Regions from separate parts of the Anser cygnoides genome. Here region 1 is linked to region 2. A link is a contact called in public Hi-C data. All regions are on one chromosome and are shown on one strand. Each heading gives the region's core, a stretch centred on a gene start, on an enhancer-like site or on the middle of the called end of the contact. The rest is flanking DNA. Distances are from core to core; before and after follow the strand shown.

Region 1 (7,022 bases), core at 537-3,036, 130 kb before region 2:
TCGATAGAAAATCAGTGCTCTCAGAAATAAAACTGCCTGTGGAATGCCTTCAGCTCCATGAAGATGAAGGGGGGATGTAATACCACAGACACTGATTTTCTTTTCTGAGATGGGAAGCTCTGAAGCAGTGTCCGTGGATGTTGCACAATTTACCTTGATTGAACAGTAATGATCATTGGGCAATTTGGGTGATTTTTTTGTGTTCTTCAGTTTGCAGTTAACAGCTGTGTTTTGCGAAGGGGAGGTTGGGGGGGGGGGGGGGGGGTGGGGAATTGTTGCTGAGGTTGTTTTAAGCCAAAGCAGCAGCTGTAGAATATTTTATAGCGGGAGCAGAGCTACCTGTAAGTCTGCACATAGCTCGAATACCGGAGATTTGTGGTAATTCTTGTCAGTGAGATATTTACTGGTATTTTGAAATGATCGAGCTACTTCAGTACTTTGAAATCTGTAGGTGAATGAAAGCTAGTCTATTAACTGGTCTGTGTTTATACCAGTATTTATGGTCAGCACAAATACAGATGATAGTCTCCTTCGTTTTCAGTACACTTCCCTGTATGCCTCCTCTCTTCCATGGCCAGAGAGGAAAACAAAAAAAAAAAAAAAACAAAAAAAAAAAAAGATTTTTGGGTCATTGGGAACAGAGGAAAACGGCAATATCATTTTAGGACTTTGAGGGAGTAGGCATCGATCAATGCTTTGAGCCAAGTAAAGGGAAAACTGAACTTCTGAGCTTTGGGTGATTTTGAGTGCAGGAGTTATTGACTGTGCCAGTATTATGTTGAATTCCTGGAAAACTGACAGTAAACTTTGCTCTGCTGGAAAGTGGTGTCCACCTGCTGCAGGTGATGCTAGTGACCTGGGGAGCATCTCCCACTGGTGGCACAATGTCAGTGCGAGTGGCAAGGCTGCACGAACAGAGCCTTGGCCCCCTGTGCTGCCAGAGCAAGCGGGGGGCCTTTGGAGAGAAATTGTGTGCTCACATGTTGGAAACAGTGCTGTCCAAAGCTGGCCAAGAAAGTAACAGCAAGCACAAAGAGCGTTTGAATTTATTTTATGGTCTGTCCCTTGGGCAGTAAAGACTTGTCTGTTGTGGACCTTGAGCGTGCTGTCCCCTTCAAGGGCAGGTACACAGAAGTGTATTTCAGCTGGGCGAGGCTAGCTAAATGCACTGCCTCTCAAAAGTGGAAGTGCAAGTGGTTCCTGTCTTTCACATGAGTGGGGGGGTTGCGTCTGTAGCCTCTTCCTATGTCGAACCATGTGAACTTATAAGAACACACGTGCACACAGACAGACAACGTAATCGGGACAGCAATCCTGGCTTTACAGAAACTCTCACGTACTTCAGTGACCATAGGATTTCACCTTTGGCCTTTGGATTAGCTCATGTTTTGTAAACTGCTTGGTGATTAACCTTTAGCTAGAATATGAAGTCTGCAGCAAGTGTTTACTTAATAGTTAGAGATTTGATTCCTGCTCCCAGGCAGCCAATATTGCTTGGCATGAGTTATAAATAAAAGATCTGTCTCCAGAAATTTCAGAGAGCTCATTCTGGTCTCCTGACAGATGCGGAGAAAGCAAAGTGCTCAAAGAAAAGACTAATGAGAAAACTGTTGGAAGTCTGTCTGTGGTCATCGTATGGACTGAGGAGGCCGTGCTAAGCAGCTAACGAGACGTTCTTTACTCTCTTTGCATATTTATGCAGAGTATATCAGGAAAAAAAAAAAAAAGGCATTGATTAGTTTTTTACTAACTTCTAATTACTATTTTTTAAGCCAGAGGCCACAAAATTAATAATCTGTTACTCTGTTATATAAAGAGGATATTCACTTTAATATATTAGATTCCTAACTTTGGCACCTGCAATGCCTCTCTAGCCAACAGAAAGAGAAAGAAGCCCGCTTTCCACTGCCTTCTGGAAGAGCCTGCCTTTTCCCTTTGGCTATGTTGAGTGTAGAGAAACTAGCAGATTTAGCAGGTGTAAACATCCTGTACCATGAGATAAGTTGCTTCTCATGGGGTTCATTTTGCAACGATTTGCCAAACAGCATTAAAAAGTCATGGGCATAGACTGTATTGTTTATGATTTTGAATTTATCATCTTAACTCCATGGCATTCAAGTTGCAGATTAAAAACAAAAGAAAACAAAAACAAAACAAAAAACTCTAAAAGCATGGATATTTCTAATGCGTATTGATCTGTCTATCATGTAGAAAGAATCTCATATTCTCTGGCTCGCATACAGTGTTGAGCTTGTCGCATAGACTAGCCTGGTATGTTTATACTTAGTGTAGGTATTTTTATACTTAACCAGGAGTTCATCAGATATGCAAAGTTTCATTTTCATGAAGAAAAAACATACAGCCATCACTGTGTTAAAAATCTGCCTCTCCTATTATTCACCGGTAACTAATACAGTTGACATTACTGCATGATTTTTATAGCATGTAATGCATTACTGCATCATAGCATGATTTTTGTGGTATCAATTTGGGACAACAATGTTATTTACAACCAAAAAAGCATGAGTGAGTTACAATGACCATCCCAATAGGTACCAATATTTGTTTTATATTACAGCTCACTATCAGGCATCTTGTTTGTGTCTCATAGCTGTGGATCTTTCTAAAATAGCTTTTTGCGTAAAGGCTTAAAAGGTGTTCCTGTTCTTGGTAGGTGTATTCCTATTTTTGGTATCCTTATTCTTGTAAATTTACCAGGCTTTATATGCCGTTGGAAGATGAGGAAGTGAGGTTTAAGAGTTTCTCAAGTAGCTTTTGAGAAACTAGAGTTGCTTCTCTGTTGCTTTGCATTGGATGAAATCCTTATGCCAGGCCACGTGGTGAGTATCAAGGTCTAATGGATCACCATTAGGTGCTGGCTCTATACTGGTCAGAGTGGGGCCTTGTTGCCTTATGTGAGCAACAAGGCAGGGTACAATTTTGTCCAGTGTCAACTGTAAGGTTTTTTAAATAACAATTTGAACAGGCTGGAAAAGTGTACCTCACCACTCCTTCACTGATACTTGTTTCAGTTCTTTGTCCTAAAATGTGAGATACTGGACCTCAACCAGTTCAAAGAGCATGTTCTTGCTATTTGATCTTTGCAGTGAAATACTGTTGAAAGAGCAGGTAGGCTTTCTAGGCTGGTCAGAAGGGACAGCAGAGAAAGTGGCTAGTGCATTTAATTCCGTAGTCAAGAAATCTCTGTGGAAAAGTCTATAAAGAGATAAGGTATTTAGTCACATTAGACTGAAGTGAAGGATATTCAGAAAGGCTAATGGAATACTAATTCTTGGTTTTCATTATCGAGTTATGCTGGTCTTTGTTCTTGTATTGTATCTGTGAAACTCAGACTTTGGTCTGAGACTTTTAACTTAAATTTTAAGAACATAAAACTCTAGCATATATGCTTTTTCTTTTTTTTTTTCTTTTTTTTTTTTTTCTCTTCCCTGCAAACTACAGGAAAAGAAAAATGAAAGGGCTTAGTGAAAGTGGTGGTCCTTTTGAGGTACATCCAGCAATATTAAACACTTCCATCGTCATTTTAATATTCTGCAAATTTTTGCACAGAGGAGATCAAGGTCTTTTCATAGCACATAAATTTGTGGACAAAAGGATGTGGGTTTGACTGGAAACCAAAGCAAAAGAAAGCGTTTCAGCAGTATTAGATGTAAGTGTACTAAAGGTAGAGCTATGTCGAGGAGCTTCCAGAAAATGATGATACGAAGCCTGAGGTAGCCAAGTGGAGGAGACAGAAAGGAAGTCAGTGATAAATCTTTGGAGCTTGTATGTTAGAAGTGAAACCGGTGTCTCTGAGGTCAAAGAGTTGTAAAGGGCAGAAAGGGAATGACCAAGAACAACTTAAAACAGGGAGCTGAAGGTGAGCGAAGATGCAGAGTTAGCTGGGCATTGCAGTGTAGCAGTGTGACAGAGAGTTAATTAGAAATGTAAATACACCGTAATGTTTGTGTCTTAAGCTGACATTTAATACCAGCCTAAAATTTTCAATAGTAAATTCTGTGTCCTGTTTCCATATGGACACGATCTTGGTGTTGTAACACAGCGCTCCTAGCACCAAAATGTGAGGATCCATTTTCAAATTTAAGCTCAAAACAGAAATCCTGGAAGTGTTATCCTACATGCTCAGAACTATCGAGTGCACCACGCTTGTTAGCTAAACAGCCAAATACAAGTCCTGTGGGTGTGTAAATGCCTGTATGAAAAGTATCTGCTCAATATGTTCCTCAGAGCTGAAGCTCGAGGGAGTAAGGCCTGTGTCTGGGAACCGGATAGTGCAACTTTCTATCCCTGACCCAGCGTGTGCCCTTTCTAACAAACAGACAAAAACATGCCTCAAAGAAATGTGGTTTGTAATCTGTTTTTAGCCCTAGAAGCAAATAAACAAAAATAGCATTTAATACATTTGTACTTTTAACAGCACTGGCTGTGGGCTCAGTAGGACGAGTGCTGCCTTTGTTCCTTGCAGCTTTCAGAAGCCACCGTTCCTCCAGGAGCCACAGCACTGGAGCTTCACTCAACATTTAAATGTAGCTGATCAACCTGGGCTAACCATCTTTTTGAAATGACAGTACCTAAAGACATTCCCCCTACTTACTGAGACACAAGTTGCATGAAGAGCAAGAGGTCTCTTGCAGGATAGGGAGTTTGTTTGCAGCTGTGCTGGATTATTTACCTGTCCTGATAGTCTCAACTACATTACATGTCCATGGTGTTCTTTGTCCTTTTTTTTCCTAAGAAAGTCTTTTGATTTGAAAGGCAAAAATTTTGTCGTGAAAAAGCAGGAGCTTTTAAGTGCATTCAGATTGGAGTGAGGCAGTATAGGAGCTAAATGTAGTCTAATGGCAGTCATCTCCATATATCTCCCTCTGTGGTTATAGAGGGGAGAGGGAGTCTCCTCCAAAAAGTAGTTCAGAAAAGCCAGATTCCTCTTCCAGAAGGTGATCCGTAGCAGGACTCTCTCTCTTGAGCCCTTGGAAAGAAAGGTGGGCAAGATGACCTCCAGAGCTCCCTTCCAACCTCAACCATTCTGTGAAGGTCAACCTTGTTGGACTGTGAAGTTAGCTTCTGTGAGTGTCCCCTCACCCCACACTTGCTCCTGGTTCATGTTCCTCGTTGCTGTCAGCTGTAAAGAAAGTTGACTGTGTCATCTAAGTACTTTTGACTTTCAGTCAGCCTGCAAGAGCTTCCAGCTCTCAGGATCTCTGATAGCAAAGTGTATTTTAGTTCCCATAGTTCAAGTGTTTGTTTTTGTCCAGCCAGCTGGCCAAACCCATGCCATGAAAGACGAATTCCTTGCAGCGTGTTCCATGTAAGACACTGAAAAAGAGCTGTTGTGCTACAAGCAGGAGGTAAAAGGAAAAAACAAAACTAAACAAAACCAGGAAGCCTTGTGGCAGATGGTACAACCGGCGTCCATCTAAACCTAGCCAAAGCAGTGTGTCGTCTGGGAGAGAAGAAACCTGGAAAATCTGATGACTCAGTTTGAATAAGTAGGGAGATAGCGAGTAAGATTTCTGGCTCGTGTCCCAAACCTATTATGAAAAAGGCTCCCTATATTATATAGCGCAGAAATCTGAGTACAGTTTGGTGGCATCCTTCTCTAGCACAGCTAGTTACCAACTGTAGACTAAAATGCCCAGGGTACACATGTGAGAGCTGATGCATACAGAACCTGATTGCTCTCTGCCAGTTCCTTGGTTGTGGCTGAACCTGGTTTCCCAATAAATAAAGTTTCCGTGTTATTAGCAGGGTGCATGCTTTTATTACTGGGAGTATCACTGGCTGGATACAACCATCAGAGCTCACAGCATCCTATTCCTTTTCCAAGCACAGCCAAATTCTCATTTCCAGGCACATCACTTGTAAGTGGAAAGTTGAGCTGTGAACCAACTGTTCAAGAAATGTCTAAAACACCATTCAGTAATCCTTGCAAAGGGTTTCTAAAGGAGAGAGATAACACAGACATAGAAAGAGAATTCATCAGGATGAAATCTTGTTTTCTTGCTTACTACCACCACTTACTTCCTTCTCAACTGTTGTTGAGAATATGATCTTTCACACCCCTAGCACTTCCTTTTACTTCTGTATTTCCTTTTCCTTTACGTGCTTAAGTTGCACCAGGTCTGTTTTTTCCTTTGTTAGTAAGACTTGGAAAGTAATCTGTCCTTTCACTTTGTCCTGAAGCCAAGACTCTTGTCTGTCTCATGGGCTGCCAACTTTAACTTAGGCCTCACCTCCCATGCTGTCCCAGCGGTTCCAGTCTAAGCCCCTCTCTCCTTGTAGGTCATATCATCCAACCGTGGTCTAAATATCTCACCCTGCTCTTCTCCTCTGTCTCTGTCTTCCCTTCTTTATTAAAAAAGGGAAGTCCTGCCCTGAAACGTCCTTTTCACCTTGATACTGTTTGATATTCACCTCATGTTCCTGGTGGAAAATCCTTGCACTTTCTCTCCACATCTGTCCCCTATCCTTGTTCCACCCCACTCCATTTTACATACCCTCCCCAACCTCTCTTCCTATTTTGGATGCTCAGCCTCCCAAGGTGGAAAACACTCCTTCAAGTCACTTCTAATGACATGCATGAATATTGAAACCAGCAGCACACACCATGGTTTTGCATCTCATGGTTTTCCTGAGCATCCTTGTAAGTGAGCAGGTTCCTCAGACAGCTTTTCCTTGGGACCTCACATAGTGCTGAGCAATTTGTATTGTCAGGAGCTCCAGGAGGAGATGAATGTATGTAGTCCTAAAGAATGTGTTACCACAGCAACTAGATATGGGGAATGCAAACAAGAAATTAAGTCCCATCGAATATTAACGAAATAAACACGCTTCAGTACTGGGCAGCCTCAGGGCACGTGAAGAGGAAAATGAAAGTCCTGCTGAGCTTTATTTCTTACCTCCCCGGGGAGCCAGTGTTAGGCAAGTCTCAAAGTCAGCCTCGTCTAGCATGGAGATGAGATGGCTTTGAAGATGAGGTGGTGGATTTTGCTGTGTGTTCG
Region 2 (6,867 bases), core at 819-3,318:
ACTTTCCTGTTGAACTAAAGTTTGTATCCAGTGTTTTGACAAGAATGATGTCGAAACCTTTCGCTTGTGCTCTCTGATGGGACGAATATAGACATATCTGCAAGACAAGGCAGAAAAGGCATTTGCCCAAAACAGCTCTCAAGGCAAGGGGATTTTTTCAAGAAATACTGGTTAAAAAAGCAGCAGTTCAGCTGTTTGAATATAAAGCTGTCTCAGTGTCTGCAAGAACAGGAGGGGGCCGAGGTAAGTCGTTTTTCAAAAGCACAAGAGAGCTGCCAGAGGCAGGTGGAAAAAGTGAACATGACTTTTTAAGGCAGATTTTGTACAACTCAAGTCCACCACATTTGTCACTGGAATCCATATGAAGAGCTTGCTGCACTGGAGACCCTTCAGAGCTGGTACCTGTTGGGTCTCCCTTCTTCGCCCCTCAGTGATTATTTATTACAACAGGATAGCTTTGTTGAGTGAATGGCTCTGTGGGACATCTCAGGCACCCTGTCCCTGCTTTTCAGTGCACCTCACACACCATCATACATTTGTACCTTCTTTGGAAGCCACCATGATGGTGCATCTGACCAACAACCGAAGAGAAGAAACAGAGCTTGTGGTGGGAAAGGGCTCCAAATCCAATGGTTTGGGCCTAGGTATTTCATGCACTATGGCTGTGGTGAAAGCAGTCCCAAGAGCTGGTGACAATCCTGATCTCCAGCTCAGAGGAACTGAACAGTTTCCCCTGTGGCCTCCCCCTTTGCTTTGTCAGGAAGTATCTTCTCGTTGTCCTAGATGAGAGAAGAGGGAGGACTTTTTTTCTGTGGGCTGCCCAGAAGCCAAGAAGCCTGCAAGCAGAAAAGATACCTCAAGCAAGCACAAGTTCCTGCACTGTCTTACACCCTAAAATCACCAGGTTCTGTTTCATGAATTTTCTTTTGAGGTTATCCTCTTGATCAGCTCCACCTGCATAACATTACCCAGATTTCTAGCAAAATCTGGATTCCTGGCCTTGGATCCCTAGCAGCTTTACTGAACTTCTGGAGGTGAGTTTTTCTAGCATGATTTATTGTGACTTCTCCCTTGCTGCCTCAACAGCTATTCTCCTGTGACAGCTCTCATCTTTTCTTTCTCCCACAGCCCCATTACCCCACACAGCCCACCTACTCACACAAAATCCATGTACCTCATGTAGCTTTATTACCACATATCTTTTGGTCATACTGGCTACCACCCATTTCATAGGATCATTGCATAATCCAGGCTGGAAGGGGCTTCAGGACAGCATTACACCCCTCTACTTTGCAGTTGTACCGCTAAGTACAATTTTAGGAATGAGGTCCCTTAGAGACTTGGACTCATGCATCCTATTGACTACCAAGGTCCAATGCGTGCCTTTCAAAAATATATAAATTTATATTTATTTTTTCTTGTTGAACACCCCAGGTTCTCTCACTCCTGCTTACCTTGTAGGAAGCAGGTTAGCAAAGGTGTGACAAAGCTGGGAGTTTTAAATTCTATGGCCCTTACATCCTCATATCATTAACGGGAAAGAACCCAAGAATTTCAGCCCCGAGAATCACAGTCTTAAGCAACTGAGTTAACAGAGTAATAGCTGGCAACACTAAAATGTGTCTATCACTTGGTAAACAAGCTCCTAACTGAGCCAGTAGTATGTGCCCCGTTCTGCGCCAGGAGAGGAGGTTAAAGTCCTCCTCTGGCAAACACCCACGTCAGGAGCTCTCAGGACAAGCCTGTGGCCAGAACATGTCATTTTTGTTTAGATATCACTCCCTGGCCTGTACTGTACAGAAAATCAAAAGATTTCTTTTTTTAGTCCACAAATCTATAGATATTAACGTAGAAGTATCTGTTGCTAACATGTGACATCAGTCATCCGAAATCCCCCCCAGCCAGTAACGGCATCAAAGACTTTATTTCCTCTGTTATTAGGTACATTGTTTACAACAGCGCAGAAGACCACAGAGAGAGTTAAAAAGATATTTGCCATCCTTCATTAGCGATGTCAACACTGTCTCTTGGGAAAAAGGATCTTTGGGTAAAAGGGTAAAATCTTCCATCTGGAAGGTTTGAAAATCTCTCCGAGTTTTTGTTCCTTAAAGTCTCTGGTGTCAGATTCCTATGTTGGGGGATGTCTGTACATCAGTTTCTCTCTCTGGAGGCAGGATCTGTTTTCTGAATTCTCTCTTTTCCTTTTTTTTTTGCAAAGGGGCAGTTAAAAGTCATTCAGTCTGTGTTGTTTATAATTTTGTGTTCTTTCAGAATAATTTTCAAAACACTTTGATTTTCTTTTCAGCTGTGAAAGAATAGTCCAAGACCAAACATGTTATTCTTTGAAATTAACTCACTCACTAAAGCTGGTTTCCCTATAAATTTTACTGAAGTGGGTGATTAAGATCTCTTCTCTACAAATAATGTGTCATGCAATACAGCTGTAATGAGACTACAGTCTGATTATTTAAATGGATGAATATTTTTATTAACTGCAAAATCACTTTTGGCATGCTCTGTATTTACTACTTAATGAGACTTTGAAATCACAATAGCGGTTTCACACATGGTTAGGGAGGTTAACTGCAAATGCTGGTTACTTCTGCCCTCAAAGTTGAGTCTGGCCTTCACGTTTCTCTAGGGCATCCATTTCATATAAAGAACAAGCTTCATCAAGAGCCTGAAGTCGGAGGTAGATTATACATACTTCATATTTTCATGTCCTGCACAGGGCAGCTGCAGGGTTAGTGGGCACTAGTGGATTTCTGAAGTCCTTTAAGAACCAAAAAGCCCACCTCGAGTGGCAGCCATCCACCTACATCTGCAGATGGGTGACAGAAAAAAAAAAGGAATATAACGAATCAAGAAATAAAATAAAGAGTATGAGGAAATGATAAAGAATACGTGAAGTGAAATGCTTCAGTATATGTACATTCTGTATGCTGAAGTCAATGAAAAATGAGATTCTAAAACAAAGGTCTTCCCTAGCCAGCATGAGGCAGAAGCAGAGCATTCATGAGAAGCCCCTAGCCCTCAAAGTCACTCTCACCAATGCACAGGCTTCAGCCTCATGGCAAGCAAGGAGAAATGGGCTAGAGGAATCCAGAATGACACCCCGAGGAAACCCTATGAAGAACAGCCCTGTTGTACTCCTTGGGAGGTATACACGAGAAATGGTGCAGCTGTGGGATTCAGATTCCTTCGGGGCTTTTGAAAATCAGGAGGTTTTAGACATAATCAGTGGTAGTTCCAGTAAGAGCCACATTGTTTCTATATTTCTCTAGCAGAAATTCGAAATAAAAACACATGGTAGGTGCCGGGCCTTCTCCAAAAGACTGATACTGCTTTAAGTTATCCTGAATCTATTTGTGCCATCTTCTCCTTTCTCTGAGGCCTGGTAAAATACTTCTTCAATTATCTACTACTCCAAACTGTTACAAAGGACTCCTGGGATGAGCACCTCTGCAGTCTAGGATATGAACAAAGGTTGCTTATTTGAGTAGAGCCAGAAGTCCCTACAGAGGTGAATCATTTGGTGGCACTAGTGGTGAATCATTTGGAGGTGAATCATTTGGTGGCACGAGTTTGAACCTCCCTGCAGCACAGCTCTGTCATTACTGCTCTGAGCTAGTTATGCCACTTTCGGTGTCGGGCCTGCTGTGGCTCTGGTTAGACGGTACTTCCCTACACAACCTGCTGTCGCACCAAGTGTATACGCCCAGAAGAACTTTCATGGTTTGTCTCCACACTGTGGTACCGTAGAGGTTAGCAGGCGATTGTGGTTGTGCATGGTCTACTTTAGAGAATAGTCAATGAGAAGGAAAATCTGACAGCATAAGAGGGCTGGATTAAGAATCAGATTTTTGCTGTGCATTCATGTAACGATACCAGTGGACCGTAAAGACAGCTGTGAAGAAGTATGATGATCCCTATTGATCCCAATGGATGGGTCTTACAGTGGTGGTGTCTGCTGTCCTTTAGAGAGGGAGGTGAACAGGGGAGTGGAGCAGGAGGGGCCTTCCTAGAAGATCATTGTAAGTTTTGATGACTGATCGGAGGAGGAGAGTGAAGTCTTTACACTGGCACCTTTTCCTTGACTTTGACCTTACACAGAACCAGCAGCCCACCAGAAACCCTACTCAGAAAGGAATTTTCCCACACTTCCATGTTTTTTGTTTTGTGCAGGTGTCTTTTTCTCCTCCCACATTTTCCATCTTAGTGCATGAGAGGGGAAAGATGAGCTGCACCTGAGAGAGCTGGACTCTGCAATAGGAAGCTGAAAGGGCTAGCTGTGGGGTTTTGGAGGCTAAAATGTCCTACATAACACAGGGCTGGGGTGAGGGAGAAAAGAAGTCAATAAGCTTCTGACCCTGCCAGGTAACAAGCCAGCAGGCTCTCAATAAAGATAAACCATGTTCATTTCCTGAGTCTTAACTGGTCCAGAGTACAAACATACTGACATGAAGCTGTCTGTGTAGAGACAAACAAAGAGATGATGCTTGAGGTTTTGAGTGCAGAGATTTCATGAGGACTTTTTCCTGTAGCAGAAATAGCATCAATAAAACTTTTAAACTAAGGATTTAAAACATAAATAAATAAAAGACCACCCAGTTAAGCACTTGAAATCATCAATAGAAGCTTTCGTTTGGGAACTGCTCCTTTTACCCTTTCTTTTAATTTCAGATTATTTAAAGGGCCAACACTTTCTTCACTTGGCAACGCTTGAGATGGTGTTAAAGGTAAGAGCTTTTGTCAGGAGACAAGAGAGAGTGGGCACGGGGAAGAGAAAGGAGAGAAAATCTTAGAGATTAACTGGGAGGAGTTGTTGTTTTTCTTCAGCTGGAGTCTGATCAGGCTTTCCTGAATACAAATTAGAATAAGTCAAATAAAAGCAAGGGCTAATAAATGCAGCCTCTGTTGCTGGTGCTAGCTCTCTACTAAAGAATGGCAGATACATGCGTAGCCTTATCAGTCACAGATGTATGCAAGCAGCAGGATGTTTGGAGTTTTTCTTTCAGTTGCATATTTGGCCATAGGCTTAGAATAAAATTGCAAAGAATGCAGGCTTAGCCAGCTACGCCAGACTCTCATTGTAGAGAAGTTATAAACACCCAGACAAGAAAAGAGAAGAAAGAAGACAGGGAAGGAAAAAAAAGGTGATATTCAGGAAAGACACAGTGGATGTGGCCTAGTCAGGTTTCTCCCTGGCTGTATGAGTGGGTGACACCTGTGGGGTCCTGAAGGCACAGGGATGTCACCATGGGTCCCACAACCCTCGACATGAGAATGTGGTAGCCATCAGAGTAAAGCTCCCTCCTCTCAGTCCGTATGCTCTCCTATCACTGATATTTATATATTCCGATATATTCACTGATATTTCCGGCTCTGCAGGGGTGCTGGTTGACAGCGGGCTCAATATGAGTCAGCAGTGTGCCCAGCAGCCAGGAGGGCAAACTGCAGTCTGGGGCCCATTAAAAACAGCACAGCCAGCTGATCAAAAGGGGTGATTCTCCCACTACATTTAGCATTGGTGTGGCCTCCCCTTGAATATTGTGTGCAGTTCTGGGCACCACAATCTGAAAAGGATGTTAAGATACTTGAAAGTGTCCAGAGGAAGGCAACAAAGCTGGAAAAAGGGCTAGAAGGCATGTCCTGTGAGGAAAGGCTGAGGACACTTGTGTTGTCTAGTCTGGAGAAAAGGAGGCGACCTCATTGCTCTCTGCAACCTCCTGAGGAGGGGAAGTGCAGAGGGAGGTGCTGGTCTCTGCTCCTTGGTCACCAATGACAGAATGCAAGGGAACGGGACAAAGCTCCACCAGGGGAGGCTCAGACTGGACATTAGGAAAAACTTCTTTACCATGAGAGTGCTCAAACACTGCAACAGGCTTCCGCACAAGGTGGCTGACGCTCCGTGCCTGTTAGTGTTCAAGTGGCATTTGGATAATGCCCTCATTAATATGCTTTAACTTTTGGTTAGCCCTGAAGTGGTCACGCAGTTGGACTTGATGATCTTTGTAGGTCCGGTCCTATCCTATCCTATCCTATCCTATCCTATCCTATCCTATCCTATCCTATCCTATCCTATCCTATCCTATCCTATCCTATCCTATCCTATCCTATCCTATCCTATCCTATTCCAAACATTTGCTGTCCCCCAAATGCAAGCAGGCCAAGCCACCCATGCTTTCATTATTAGACACAGCATGCAGCACATAAAATTTTGTTCATTAACTCCCAATTTCCTCTTTGTCTTATTTACAAAACACTGCCTTTGGGTGATAGCAATGAAAATCTTGGGCTTTGCTAATCTGTTTTTTTTCTCTTTAACCTTTCCTTTCCTTAAGTGAATAATTTTAGATGATGGCTTGAATCTGCCTTTTTTTTTTTTTTGAGGCTACATTTCCCCATCATAACCGATCAGTGCCATCTTGCCCTCATCCTGTACCATGAGCAGCCACTTGCCACGTTCTGTGATACAGGTTAGACTATAAGTTCAACAAAAGCCTTGACTGCAACAGGCATCTTTCTTTTGTCTTCCTTATGAAATTAGTAAATGCCATTTTTCATTGGTTTAACTTTAAAAAGATTTAGAGGATAGGAATGTAATAAAACCTCATCAGCTTGGTTTTAGGAAAATAGCTCTTGTCAAATAAACCTGAATTACTTCTAAAATGATATTACAACTTTGATTAAGTGTGTCATAGCTCCACAGTTATCTTAGACTTTCATACAGCTGTTGAATTAATACAACATTATACTGATCAAAAAGTTGCCACTAAATAACAAATGAAATAACGTAGAAAGCTAACACTATTTGTGGAAAACATCATTACCAATAGAGTACCGTCAGTGACTGTGGGAAATTTG

The links. A called contact is a pair of places that touch in the nucleus more often than the background predicts.
Region 1: a Hi-C map of liver shows a contact between it and region 2, with 2.2 times the contacts expected there. The contact joins two enhancer-like sites. A contact is called at or near these places in 2 of 7 Hi-C or Micro-C datasets (both in liver).

What each region holds. Positions count from the first base shown.
Region 1 is chr1:22,267,800-22,274,821 of Taihu_goose_T2T_genome, reverse strand. All of the region lies in intron 2 of PLXNB2 (plexin B2), which reads left to right. Among named protein-coding and RNA genes, the nearest start is that of PLXNB2, 140 kb to the left of the region's middle. Within about 2 kb of position 1,786, at least 2 of the 3 cell types and tissues checked have open chromatin away from gene starts, as enhancers often do. A contact at or near this core is called in liver, where this site is marked.
Region 2 is chr1:22,135,157-22,142,023 of Taihu_goose_T2T_genome, reverse strand. No RefSeq gene overlaps it. Among named protein-coding and RNA genes, the nearest start is that of MAPK11, 47 kb to the right of the region's middle. Within about 2 kb of position 2,068, at least 2 of the 3 cell types and tissues checked have open chromatin away from gene starts, as enhancers often do. A contact at or near this core is called in liver, where this site is marked.